Linked DNA regions of Oryctolagus cuniculus: region 1 is linked to region 2. The links are chromatin contacts, called in public Micro-C maps. All regions are on one chromosome and are shown on one strand. Each heading gives the region's core, a stretch centred on a gene start, on an enhancer-like site or on the middle of the called end of the contact. The rest is flanking DNA. Distances are from core to core; before and after follow the strand shown. Region 1 holds the start of SPRED1 (sprouty related EVH1 domain containing 1). Region 2 has its middle 120 kb from the start of SPRED1.

Region 1 (3,282 bases), core at 42-2,541, 120 kb after region 2:
CAGCTCCCCTCGCGGCTCCCACCCCCGCCCCCTCCGCGGCGTGCCAAGAGTTTGGAGCGCGCGCACGCACACTGAGCGCGGCGCATGGCGTATCCCTCCGCCTCCCTCCTCCTCCTCCTCCTCCTCCTCCTCCTCTCCCCGCCCGAGCGGCTCGACAACGATTTGGGAAATGAAGGGAGGAGGGGACTACTTTCCTGAAACTTGCTATGCTGCACACGACTTCGAGTTGCAGTGATTCGCCCGCAGGCCGCAGCTTCTCAGTCCTCCCCTCCACACCTCCTCAGAGCCCAGGCTGCCCAGCTCGGCAGCCCCGCCCTGCGCCTGCTCTAGCCCCGCGGGAAGCCAGCGACCGGGAGAAGTCGCGAGGGACTACTTCGCCTCCTTCTCCCGCGGGCGCCCCCGGTTCGGGCAGCGGCGGCGGCGGCGGCGGCGGCGGAAGGAGCGGGCGGCGTGAGCGCTTCCGCCGCCCCCCTCGCGGCTCCCCTCTAGCGGGCGTGAGGTGCTGGCCCGCGGAGCCGCCGGTGGGCACGGGCTGGCGGGGGACCTGCGGCTGCTCCGCTCCCCTCCCGCTGCTCCTTGGCGCCTTGTCCCCCTTCCTCCCCGGCGCCCGCCCGCCGGCTCGCTCCTCTCTGGCCCGGGTGGGAGCCACCGGCCCGCCTGCCCCTCGCCTCCCGCTCCCCGCCACCCCTCCTCCCCCTCAGGAGGAGTCCCGGCTGGAGCGTGTCTGGAGGAATCCGCCGCCGTGGGGCCCCTCGCCCGTTTCTGTGCGTGCCTGATCAGCAGCGACCCAGGCGCCGCCGGGGTCTGAGCGGCAGCCCAGAGCGGCGAGGCGGGAGATGGTGGGGTGGGCTCCGGCGGGACCGCGCCGCCGCCCGCAGCCTGGGCTCGGTACTCCCCCGCCGGCCCCCACCGGGCGCAGCTCTTCTTCCTCCTCGCCGCATCCCTGAGGGAAGCGCCGCCTCTGCTCCCGGCTTCTCCGCCCGCCCGCCCGCTCCTTCCTGGCCGGACCCCGCGGCGCTCCACCCCGGCGGCCGGAGGAGCAGCTCTCCAGTCAGCCTTTGCAGTCCCCTTACCTTCTTTTTTTTTTTTTTTTCCCCCACCCCTACCTCCCCTCCCCTGGCCGCCTCGGATCCTTCGGCTGGGCGCTGAGGCAGGGGAAGAGGCTGGGGTCGCCACGGAGAAGGTTGCTGCCGCCACCCCCCTGCGGGGGTGGCCGGGGTTCCCGGCTGGGGGGGCACCGTTCCGGGTGAGGCATCCACCATGGTGAGGCCCCTGAGCCGCTGCGCCCGCGCCCCCCCGGCCGCCGCTGCCTCCTGCCCCTCGGTGCTGCTGCTGCTGCCCCCCTGCCTGCTGTTGCTCCTCCATCTCCAGATCGGATCGCGTTGAGGGAAAGATGAGCGAGGAGACGGCGACTTCTGACAACGAGTAAGCGCCTCATTGATCTTGATTGCTAATCCCCCACTCCCCAGTCATTCGTCTGCACTGCCCCAGACCCCTCGAGACTCGGGCGCCCGAAAGCCTGCGCCCCTGGAGAGTTCGGTGCGTCTGCTTCTGGATGTAACTGATTTCTTGAGCCATTTTATTTCATGGCAGCAGCCCTCCGCTCTCCCTGCGTTAACTTGCTTTCTGTCGGGGAAGGGGATTCAGATTCAGTGTTGGGTTGGGATGGCAGTTGTACATCCCTGAGATGGAGTAAGCGGACGGATCGGGACAGTAGCAGTGACCCCTCCGCCTGGGAGACCCTTGGCCTGTCCTCTTTCGTTTTATCGTCAGCCAACATATCTTGAATATATCCATCGTGCTTCCTGTCTGGCTATTTCACTGGGAAACTGATGTGTGGGAGCACCTCCTGTAGCAAACTGCTCTTGAATCTTAATTCGATGAGTCAATGACTCTTAAATACCTATTAAGCCTTCACCCCACCCCCACTCCCCCTTTTAAACTTGTGACCTGTGAGATTCCTGTAAAAAAATGGGGTTAGGGAAACATTTTTGGACTTTAATAGGATTAAGGACTCCTGGGGTGTGGGGGATGTCGAGCTGTTATGTTTACTTTTGGGAATATTGGACGTGTCTTCATCAAGAACATTGAAGAATTTGGAGTTCTAATTTTTGTCCTTGGGTTGTGTTAAAATACTCCGGTTTCCGTTAATTGAACAGAATTTTACGTTGCTTAACATGTTGGTGACTTCATCAACTTCTAGAGCATTCTGGCTTAAGTTTTGCTTATTTTGGGATGTCCCCATGTTTTCCAAACTATTTGCCTTTTTAAACATTTGACTTTAACGTAACAGCTGCCTGGAGGAATAATGGTGTTGGGCACGGTTTTCTATGGAGAAGGGTTTTAATTCCGTGCAGGATGTTAGCATCCGTTTCCTTGTCATTCAGTTTAAGTTTTGTTTGTCTTTGGCGGGTTGGAAAGAGTTAAGTGAGTTCGGACTAGCCTTTAGGATGCATTCCTCTAAATAAAGTGCATTCCTCAAGTCAGACCTTTTTGAGAAAAAGCTTTAAAAGTCCAATGCCGAGGTCTGTCGTACATGCCAAGTAGCGTCTACCCCCAACCCCCAACCCCCAACCCGCTTTAAGAGCACAAGCTTCTGATGTGCGGGTGTAGAAGGAGGTAGATTGCTGCAGTGTCAGTGCAGCCTAGAAGCAGAAGTGGCCGCCATGTTCTCTCGCTTTTTGTGAATCGCCCTCATTTGCATAGCACAGTCTTCATTCATAAAAAAAATAATTAAACATCTATCACCTTGGACATCTTGAAAGAATTTCCCAAGGAAAAATTCGAAGCTTGTTTGTCTGTCTTCGTGTAGCTGTTTGAGTTCAGGAAATAAGGAGAATTTGAAGTTTCAGATTAAATTTAAAAAACATACGCACACATAAACAACTACCCCTGTTCTCAGAATGTTGACACGGTTATGTGGGAAATATCAGTTCGGGGAGGTGCTGGGATCACGTGATCGCCTCCATTCATAAAATACCTGGCTGTCCATTCACAGTGCAGTACACTGTCTCACTGCCTTCCGCAGATTAGACTTACTTTGAGGGAGATCAAGAAGTCTATCTAAGATAATACTTGGTTAAGAGAAAAGCTGCTGAAAATACTGAACGCAATGACAGTAACTTTTATTAATCTTGCATGCAAGTAGCTCAATTCAAAAATGTTAAGTTTTATTTTACAGATGAGAAGGGATTTATCAGTTTAGTTCCAAGTGTTGAATATTTCTTGTGGCTTCAGATAATTGGACAGCAAATGATGGAATGTGAATTGACACAGGTGCTA
Region 2 (3,367 bases), core at 329-2,828:
TCAAAGATTTTTAGATAAAATTAAGTTACAGTATTCTAAAGTCACACTTGAACCTGACTTTATCTTTTAAAGGTGTGCACTGTGCTGTATGATTGTCCCCAGGAATAGCATGTTTGTTGTTCAGTCAACAGAGCTAAAACTCAGTGGTCCATACCATACCTTCAGCGTTGCTTTTTAAATAAAGTCTTGTTTGTTGGTTAAATCCACCCTTTGTCTTAAGTTGAGGAAAGACAAATTTCACTTATTTAGGATTTCTATTTTTTTATTTTTGTTCACACTGCTTACCTTGGCCTTTAAGAAATATCTTGTTAATTAGCTATCGCTTATTTTGGCCTTTTTAAATAATGTGCTTAAACCTCATGTACACATGTGTTAATTGGCATAGACAACCCAGTGATATCTCTTTTGTTAAAAGAGCAAAAAATAACTGCTTTAAAAAAATTTCAACCAGCTCCCACTATGAGACATATAGAGCACATTTGAGTCAAAGTCCTCTTCCTCAGAAACTCTGTTGTTACCATGGGAAAACTGTAAAAATGTTCGAATGTGGGCATGTTATAATTAGAACCAAACGTGGGCTTTATGGGACCTGTCATGATGTTTCTAGGAAGCTAGTTCTGCGTTGGCTTCGGAAGACATCCTTTTCCTACAATCATGACTCACTCCTCCTTCTCCTAACAACCCCCCCACCTTGTTCTGGGATGGAAACTTGCCCAAGTGCTCCAGAGACAGATGAGTAGGCGGATGTCCAGTCCACTACCAAGAACATTCTAGACATTGTGGAAGTGGGACAAAGGGTTTTGCTGGGCCTATCTGGAGCCAGCAGTGTGCTGATGGGTGTATGTTTATCACACACAGAAAGACTCATTTTGTTGGCAACCAACCCTAGCCCACTCGTTAATCCACTCAGCCCCCCCCCCCCCCCCCCCGCCTTCATTTCAGGAAAGCCTGTGCAAGTTCTCTGCAAGCTGATGACTCTGCTCCTCCGGGGAATGCTCGAGTCAGAAAAGCTTTTAAAAAGGAAAGAGGAGCCAAGGCCTCTGCATAAGTAGGCCAGCTGCAGGGTCTCCAGAGAGGCGGGCGGGGAAATCTCCTTGCAGGGCCCCAAACGAGCCCCCATCCCAGCCCCCAACCACCACCACCACACTCCTCTCCATTGTCTTCCCACAACCCCAAACACGCCAGCCCACACCTCTGTGACTGCTCCCGCTGTCATTTTCAGGAAAAGAGATGTTCTGAGTCCATCTTGGCACTTCTGTGAAATTGCAGAAATAATTCATTGACTCACAGAACTCAAAGAGATGATCTAATCACTTTTATTTTTTAAAATGATGAAAATGCAATTGGGAGGGGTCCGCTGACCTGCCCAAGCTCACACAGCCCTAGCTGCACAGCCAGAACCAGAACCTGGGCCTGTCTCCTGCTATGCCTTTGCCTTTTACATGTGAGCTGGTAAATATGAAACTCTGAGACCAGCTCTTCCCACCTCAGTCCTCTTGCTGTTTCCCCTAATGCCCTCTTCTCTTTGGAGCATATGGTTAAACTGAGGCTGGTGAGTCTGATGATGACGCCTGTCTTGGACCGTTCCTTGGGAGGTTCTGGGATGGGGAATTAGTTAACCAATTCCCAAGTGAATCTTAAGATCAAGCCAGTTCAGGGAGTAACGTGGTAGAGCAAAGTTGGGGGAAAAAAATGTATGATGGACAGGATGTCCCAGCAAGAATAGAACAGAGCATGGAGGGGACCAGCAGTGCTGCCTTTTAGCTGCGTTTTTTAGTGGGTTAACCACTAGACCACACTTCCTCTCGAGGAGAGGCAAGGAATTAAAATCAAAGGCTCACCACTGATTCATGCTGCCTGCTAATGCTGCGTATTGCGCCACGCTGTGACCCCATGCTCTATGGCTTGAAAACAGATGTGGGGAGTGAGAGCCCGGGGAACTCAGGGCTGAGGGAGGCGGGGTGCAGGCAGCTCGCCAGGGAAAGAACTTCCTCTGCTGCTAAAATTCAGGCGGAGTGGAAGTTGGGCTAAATTGTTACCATGCAGATCTGGAATCGTTTTTGCAATTGCCTGGCTCCAATTCCAGGTTTTTGCATCCTGCAATAAGACCCGAAAACGTGGTAATGAATGCCCCTGACCCGACTTTTGCCTCTGCCCTCATCTGAATGCCTATTGTGAAGCTACAAGGTTAGCCTGACAGTCATTTCATTAGACAAGAGAGTTTGGTTGCCCTCGGAGCTGGGCCGCACACCCTCCCCCATGTGCACTTTCAAAAGGAAGTACAGAAAAGTTAAGCAATTTGACCAAGGTTATGCAGAACTCAATATTGTGGTTGTTTTCCACCGAGCTTTCTGTACTCTCTTCAATATATTCTTATCATTGGACAACTGAATACACTGTCAGATTTATTGTCTTCCAGAAGTTGAGTGCTTAATTGTGCCCTTAGACACGGAGTTTGTCATGTCCTGTTTATCAAAGACACGTAGCTTTTGAGGGTTAAATATTGTTTCCAGAAATAGTTTCTGTGAGTTCTCTACTAAAGGGAAACTCCATGAGGGTGGGACAGGAATTTCAGCCATGGTTTGCACTAGACATTGCACATGTCACTGTATTTAACTGCCAGTGGGTATAGGAACTGGCTTTTAGGTCCATGGTTTTAAAGTTCTCAGACTTAGCAAAGAAAAAAATAATAAGGTAGTAAGTTCAATGTGAATTTCCCATTTTAAAGGTATTGGTATAAGTATGTTTCTTGCAATGTTTGGGAAGCATACATATCAAACAATTACTCATTGTTTATCCGAGAGTCGAATTAAACTGGTCAGCCTGTTGACCAATCTGACAACCCAGGCTAGGGTCTTCCCCATTGGCACAAAGATCCCTAGGATTCTCTCAAAGAGAGCCAAAATGCAACGCCTTCCCTCCAGAGTTTCAGCATAGCTCCTGGGGAGAATGCAGTCTATACACAACATTGTGATAAATGGTGTAACAGAAGATGCAAAGTGGGGGATAGGGGTTGGGCTTGGCACAGCAGTTAGGATGATGCTTGGGTCACCCCCTTTCCATGTGGAGTGCCTGAGTGCAAGTCCCCGCTCCACTTCTGATCCAACTTCCAGAAGATGATGGTGCAAGTTCCTCTGTCCCTGCCACCCATGTAGGAGACCCAGATTGAATCCCCCAGCTCCTGGCTTTGACTTGGCCCAATCTCAGCTGTTGCAGGCATTGGAAAGTAAAGTAGCAGAAGGCAGATCTCTCTCTGCAGCCTCCCACCCTCCCGCTCTCTTTATAACTTTGCCTTTCAAATAAATGAAATAATCTTTAAAAAATATTTTAAAGAAGATGTAAAAGGCTCTATGATCACGTGGTGAGC

Evidence for each region. Hi-C and Micro-C count contacts between places; a contact is called where the count stands out from the background.
Region 1: a Micro-C map of ear pinna shows a contact between it and region 2, with 5 times the contacts expected there. The contact joins the promoter of SPRED1 here to the enhancer-like site in region 2. A contact is called at or near these places in 4 of 6 Hi-C or Micro-C datasets (ear pinna, psoas muscle, skin fibroblasts and 1 more).

The regions. Positions count from the first base shown.
Region 1 is chr12:61,319,528-61,322,809 of mOryCun1.1, forward strand. It overlaps SPRED1 (sprouty related EVH1 domain containing 1), which reads left to right and starts at 1,292. Exons shown (of 7, transcript XM_008269229.4): 1 at 1,292-1,425. The coding sequence starts at 1,394.
Region 2 is chr12:61,197,378-61,200,744 of mOryCun1.1, forward strand. No RefSeq gene overlaps it. Among named protein-coding and RNA genes, the nearest start is that of SPRED1, 120 kb to the right of the region's middle. Within about 2 kb of position 1,579, at least 6 of the 8 cell types and tissues checked have an H3K27ac peak or open chromatin away from gene starts, as enhancers often do. A contact at or near this core is called in ear pinna, where this site is marked.